2 separate regions of the Mus musculus genome follow, and region 1 is linked to region 2. The links are chromatin contacts, called in public HiChIP or PLAC-seq maps. All regions are on one chromosome and are shown on one strand. The core of a region is the stretch at or near the end of the contact, and the rest is flanking DNA. Distances in the headings are between cores, read along the strand shown.

Region 1 (3,523 bases), core at 770-3,269, 1.2 Mb after region 2:
CTCATCCAGCTAGTCAACTCTAAAGGTTGCTCCCCTACACAGAACCCATTTCTCCTTTTAGGTGTAGCGTGTAGTTTTTGCTACCCCTCTTTAAATTCCGGGCGGACCATGCTACCAGCCTTGCCGAGGTTCCCTTGGATCCATGGATGAAACACAAACGCGCTTCAGCTTATTTTCAACTGTCTTACTGGCTCAATTGCTAGGTGCTTCAAAATACTCTCCTGCAGCTAGCGTGCCCTTCCCAATACTACTCTTAGCTCAGCACCTCTTAATCTGCCCACGGCTTCAGTTGTTCAGTTACCTTTAGCCCCAGCTCAACACCCTAAATCTGCCCTCAGCTTAGTTATGTTTTGAATCTCCTGCCTGGGCAAAATTGAAACTTTGTAATAGCCTCTTCCTCATCCTGCCTATCACCCACCTCCGGGGACCCGGAAGTCCCGCCTCTTAGCTTTGGCCCAGTCATTGGTCCCTGGCAATTTTATTGATCGACCACAAACCAATGGGGAACAGGACCTTAGCATCAGAACCACCCTCTACAATTAGGCGTGGTCTGACACATCACTCGGGTGGGCTGTTCCCTTGAGAGGTTACTGTGAGTGGCTCTGGTTGAATTAGGCTTGTTCAAACAATTTTCATGGAGTCTGTATAGGGAAGCATTTCTGTTTCATCTTCAAATATCCACTGAAGGTGTTTCTCTGTTAGGTACAGGAGGTGGGACTGGTTGCCATTTGTGGAAGAGTAATGGAGCGTTGTCATACTTTGAGGTTGGTCCCAGCGTGCCTCCCTTGAATCCAATGCCAAGGCTCTTTTATTTCTCCAAATTGGATTTGTGTCGCCTTTTGCTTGTTACTATCTCAGTTATACCTACCGATAAGAACTGCAGCTTTGCGTGGCATAGAGGCATGTCTGGTCCAGTTCTTTCTTTGAACAGCTTCAGTGAGTGGTAGCAGCTCAGCTAGTATTCTGCAGTATTGTGTTTTCTAAAGGTTGTGCTACTGTACTGGGAAGCAGGGGGAAGTGGTGTGATTCAGTCACTCTTCAAAATAGAAAAAAGACATCTCTGTAAGTGTAACCTCATGTTTACCCAGCGTGAAACTAAAAATAATGCCCCGTCCATTGTTTATGTCTCTCCCAGTCCCCCTGCCTCTCTTTTGGGATTCTTTCCCCTCTGGTCTCTGCGCAGACATCTGGTCTCACTCCTTCTCTTCAGAAAAACAAAAGGATTGTCTTCTCTCTCCACTTGAAGAGTTTATATTGTCAGCTTTGGCATCATCAGATTCTTATATGTCTTTCTACCAGAGGTCACAGACTTGCTGCTGCCGGAACCTTTATTGAAACACGTAGCTTTGCTGCCAATAAAGTTAGCCTCCAGTAACTGTTTCTTTTCCTTGTCAGATAAGTATTAATGAACCACGTGCTTCAAGATGAATGTCATGTGTGGTCCTTGTGTTGCTCCCCTTGCAAGACTGACCTATCCTGTTGCTGTTGCCTGTGATCTTTAGTTATCTGGGAAAGAGAGAACTCTATAGATGACGAACTTGAGGCTAAACAGACGGGGTATAGCTGATAATTTATGAACTGCTCTATTTAGTGGGGTGTAGAATTCTTCCCAGGATGCACGATGTCTTTGTTGGATGGGGGTGCAGCATTTCAGTGTCAGACAGCTGTGTCTCTCCCTGGTAGGTATATTTGAAATTCCTCTTTAAGGGCAAAGGAAACCCTTTCTTGGAGCCACATCTACTGGTAACATGGCCCCCGCTTTCCCCGGGGCCCCTCAGAGGAATGAGTGATGGTAAGCAGATGTACACAGCCACACAAGAAACTGTTCTTGTCGTGACGTTTGGGAAACGGAAAGGCACACAGAGACTTGTTATTTCTTATGGAATGCCATGGCGACAGCAAATACAGTCACCAAAGAGGCACCACATTCTTCAGGGAAATGCCATTAGCCTGAGCTGGGAGAGCACATGAATAGTTTAAGATAATTACCCCCAAGCAAAATGCCGTAATGTCTCCAGTCATCCCTTTATAGAAGATCTTGCCCAGAATGTCATGGTTTACAGAGCTTTCCTAAAGAGGGCAGGGATAGGAATGTGTCCCGATGGCAGTATGAGGCAAGCAGACCCCACCCCACAGCTAGAGCTGTGGTCAGTTTCAGAGACACAGTTTAACTTGGGCTTTGTCTGACTCTCAGAGGATTTGGGGCTTTGTCTAGTCTCGATCCTACTCTCAGAGGATCTGAGATGTTTCACTTCACATAAGTACACAAAGGATAAATGAGAAGATTTTTAAATAGAAAATAAAATGAGTATAAAACTGGAGGTGAGATTAGCTCACAGAGCACCCTCTCTCTGGAAGGCTCAAACGAGAAAGCTGCCACTCAAGTGTCCAAACCATAGACCATCTCAGTTGTTCAGGGGAAGCACAGTTATGCCATGGAAGTTACTGGAGACTTGCTGCTGCAAACCCCAAGGATTACTGGAGGAGTGACTATCAATAGCCACTGGTACTGATTCGTAACCACTCAAACCTCCTCTCAATAAAACCTGAAAAGCATTTGATAATTCCATGTCAGCTTAAGATTACAGCCACACAAGAGACCTTCCTTTCCATTCAGCAAGTTCTGTTGGTCAGTCCTCCCACCATAAGCTTCTTATATGTTTTTCTACAGAAAAAATGTCCAAGATTTGGCTTTTGGGGGGTATTTAAGGATCTATCTAAATATCTATCTATCTATCTATCTATCTATCTATCTATCTATCTATCTATCTATGTTTCTACACACACACACACACATTTTATTAAACATAGGAATTTTATTATGGATAAAACCAGATACAGTGGCATAAATGGGAAACCAATAGGACTTCCCATTCCACATCCCCTCACCCATGTTCAAGTAGATAGGACCATCTCAAGAGATGTCCTGGGCTCACAGAGTGCCTTCCCCAGCTGTCCTCCTGAAGGACTGGGACACAGTATAGATAAAGCTGCCATGACCTAATAGCATCCCAGTGACATTAGGCTGGCATCCTCCTGTGTGAAGCTGGTGAGAAGGATTCATGTGGCTGCAGTGTCTCAACAGTGTGTCCGAACAGTTCTTTAACTCTCAGATGATTTGACATCACCTGAGAGATGGGGACTTGACAAGAACACATTAACTGGGCTCGTCCCCCTCCTTGTACAAGGACAGGGGCCGGCCACACAAATCCCTGCGCCCAAATTTAAATTCACCTTAAGTTTGAATCGACACCATTGTAGAAAGACCAAAGGAGGCTCAAGGCACCCAAACTGCAGTTCATAGGGTATGATTTCAATAATTTCGTCCTATATAAACTCTAAAGCACTCACAGGGCATTGAAGCTGAAATATTATAATACTTTTCTTTACTGTTCAAGATACCCTCAAAGCAAGCATTGTACTTAGATATGCAAATAAGTTTATTTCTCCATATAGAATTATTAAGCTTAAGCCTGTTAAGTATGTGACTACTGTAAAAGCATCGACCTTGGTGTGAGACAAG
Region 2 (3,206 bases), core at 99-2,598:
CATCAGGAGGATGCTATGAAGGTGAGCTGGCGCTCATGAGAAGGATGCTATGAAGGTGAGCTGGCGCTCATCAGGAGGATGCTATGAAGGCCCCTCCTTCATTTCTGGAGTCCTTGCCGAGGATTCATCCCCAAAGTCGCTCATTCTTCCACTCTGAATTGAGAATCATCAGTCAGTGAAAAAATAATTGCACCTCAACATTTACAGTTCTTAAAGTAAATCTATAGCGCAAGGGGCTGGACACAGGGCCTCCTGCACGCCAAACAAGTCTGCTGTCATAATCTACATCGCTAGCCTTTAGTTTTCTGAAATGGGGCCCGGGATGGAATCAAACTCTTGGTCTCCCCCTCCCCCATCCCAGGCCTGCAGCAACATGCATGGCTATGTCTTAATTTCTAATCTAAAACACCTCTTTCCACCAAAATATTCCTTTCAAAGAGCAGGGTGGTGACACTTTTGTAAACTGGCCCACATTCCTGGCACTTGGGCAGTGGGGACCTAAACCCAAGGACCTGTATGAGACACTCTGTAGACGTAGTAACACACTCAAAGGATACACGTCACAAGGGACCATAGCCTGAAACATGGTGAACAGTTCTTCCCATTAAAAAAAAATGCTGTGGTTTGTATCTGGACTGTCTCCCACAGGCCCAAGTGTTAAAGAGTTGGCCCTTAACCTGAAAGAGTTGGCCTTTAACCTGGATCTAAGGGGAGGTGACAGACCTTTTGTGATAGAGCCTAGCAGAGTCCTTGGGAATGAGCCCTCCGGGCAGACTCGGAAAGACAGCCTTTCTCTTTCCCTTTCCACATCCTGGCCCTGGTCCCAGCTTTGTTCTGCCTTGCACACCCAGCCAGGCTGTGCTGACTCAGCACTGGCCCAAGCCATGGTGCCAACAGATCACAGGCTGAAACCTCCCACCCCAGAGCCACAGTAAACCTGTGCATTTAGGCACAGACCATCAACCCCGGCTGTTTGTTTAGCTAACAGAAAAGGAACTAGCAGAGCTGTTTAGTCATTAGAGGCTTGGATTGTGTAGAGCTTCAGTCTCCTTGCCTGGAAAGTGAGGTATATAGTTTCCAAGAATCCTCTGACACGAGTGTCCTGGAACTGAGGGATGGAGAGTCCTCCTGGGATGGAGGAAGAACACGGAGCTCCAAGTAAGAGGACAGTATGTCTAAAGCCCAGGAACTAGTTGGTCAGTATTCCTGTGGAATGCTGATAGTATAGTATATCTGGTTTGTATGTTTCTGACTTTTCTACTAAACTCCGCCTCTTTACTTACGACTCATGATGTCTACTAACGATTGCTCAATCCGAATTTTTAGTGTTCTATGACCTACTAGAGAGACAGCAAGCCACTGCTCTGATTCATTGCTGGCTCAATGCTTTTGTCTTGTGTTGTCATAACATAGGACAGATACATGCTAGCATTTATCTTAGAAATGCTCCATTCACACACACACACACACACACACACACACACACACACACACACACACACACACACACATTTCCTCCTCCACCCTGGGACACAAGGCAGAGACAGAAGATCTCACATGCAGAACACAGACAGCCGGCCTGGGTATCCAACACAAGAACTGGAAATACTAAGTAACATCCATTTAAGGATGAGCCCTGACCATGGGAGAGACAGACCAACGACTCTCTGTTTCCCCTTGTTCTCTTATGAGGATACAATTAAGAGATTGCATCACATATGTATGAGATACCAAAAGATTTCCATTCTTCTGGTCTTCCTTAAGTGGCGACTAGAAATCAGGACCCTCCTGGGTCCTGACCTTGGTAATGTTTAACATTTTCTACTTCAGAGAACAGAAGTGCATATATACCTACGCAGGGATTATGTACACACAACATTCCCCCCTCCCAGGGCTTTGGTCTACCATTTTTTTGAAACAGGTCAGAGAATAGTGCCCCAGTCACAGAAGTTGCTAACTGAGGTCACACTGCCCAGAAACATTCTGATTATAGGAAAAAGCATCTAACTGGAGCCTCCAGCCCAGCAGGCAACAGCCAGTCTCTATTTTAGTTACAGACTATTTTTACATTGAACTTGCCCTCCACTTGGTTAAAGTTAATCTCCAGGCACTAAAGAAACACTCTTAATACTGGGAGAGGTCTCTCCGGGTACAGAATATGGCCATGGTATTTATAAATATAAGGATACCCCAGATGCTAAATAAGTTTCTCAAAATAGATAGGGATGTGGTCAAAGGCTCCTGTGATTGGACACTTGCTGGATGTAGAGTCCAATCACGTTCTAGAGATTGGAAACTTCTATGCCGGTGAGCAGCATCATTCCAGGAATGCAGAAGACCTCTGACTGAATCCCTTTCACCGTTTTGCTAGAACCTATAAAGGTTCATGCGATAACACAGCTAGCAACAAGCTTAATTGCACACAACCAGACCTGAAGTGACCTCTGCCATCTCCTTTGCCTTTGTGGCACCACCAAACTGCTTAGGAGAGATCATGATGACACTAGACTCAGCCCTGTCCTTTTTTTGTACAGCACCAGAAAACTCTGTTAAACATAAGACCCAACTGGGTCACTCAACCACAAGCCAAGCTAAACTCAGAAACAGTCTGACTCAGAGAGCAGGAGTCACGTCTGTTTCTGCGGAATATGAAGTCTGGACACAGGGATTTAGGGTGAGCCACTAGGATTCCTGTGTGTGCTTATGATTAGTTAAGAACACAGTTGCTGATCCTGGTACTCCATTGATTTGGTTTTTGTGGGGAGGATAAATTCAACGTCTCTAAAAGAATGAAAGTTCTTCTTCCACTCTTCTTAATCAAGTCTGATTTTTAAAAAATGAATGGCATCCATGAAGACTTGGGGACATCCCCCCTAAGGGAGTCAGTTTTTTATTAGTTTATTTAACTGCTGTTTGGCTATTTAGTTGAAGTCTCTATAACAATTTGTCTATTCTGCCAATAGCATTCTGGACTTAATTAAAATCTTGTCAAATAGAACCACAGATTCTTCTATGACTTCCCACACTAATATCTTAATATATCTGACCTGAACGGTTGGCTCTTCCCTCTACCCTCCACCCTATCCACACACTGATGGCATCTACGCTCACATAGTAGGTCATCCAAGCCACTGAACATAACTTCTTCCTGAATCAAAGATGCTTTCTCTCCAGAAACTGCAGTCCCAAGCAGGATGTCACTCACA

Evidence for each region. HiChIP or PLAC-seq counts read pairs in DNA pulled down with a chosen protein or histone mark.
Region 1: an H3K27ac HiChIP or PLAC-seq map of the NIH/3T3 cell line shows a contact between it and region 2, with 10 times the contacts expected there. The contact joins two enhancer-like sites. A contact is called at or near these places in 2 of 484 Hi-C or Micro-C datasets (adipose-derived mesenchymal stem cells and embryonic fibroblasts) and 2 of 115 datasets of contacts at active chromatin or transcription factors (the NIH/3T3 cell line and embryonic stem cells).

What each region holds. Positions count from the first base shown.
Region 1 is chr17:69,225,717-69,229,239 of GRCm38.p6, forward strand. All of the region lies in intron 3 of Epb41l3 (erythrocyte membrane protein band 4.1 like 3), which reads left to right. Among named protein-coding and RNA genes, the nearest start is that of 2410021H03Rik, 50 kb to the right of the region's middle. Within about 2 kb of position 2,020, at least 67 of the 459 cell types and tissues checked have an H3K27ac peak or open chromatin away from gene starts, as enhancers often do. A contact at or near this core is called in the NIH/3T3 cell line, adipose-derived mesenchymal stem cells and embryonic fibroblasts, where this site is marked.
Region 2 is chr17:67,978,148-67,981,353 of GRCm38.p6, forward strand. The region is part of intron 1 of Arhgap28 (Rho GTPase activating protein 28); the gene reads right to left. Among named protein-coding and RNA genes, the nearest start is that of Arhgap28, 24 kb to the right of the region's middle. Within about 2 kb of position 1,349, at least 94 of the 459 cell types and tissues checked have an H3K27ac peak or open chromatin away from gene starts, as enhancers often do. A contact at or near this core is called in the NIH/3T3 cell line, adipose-derived mesenchymal stem cells and embryonic fibroblasts, where this site is marked.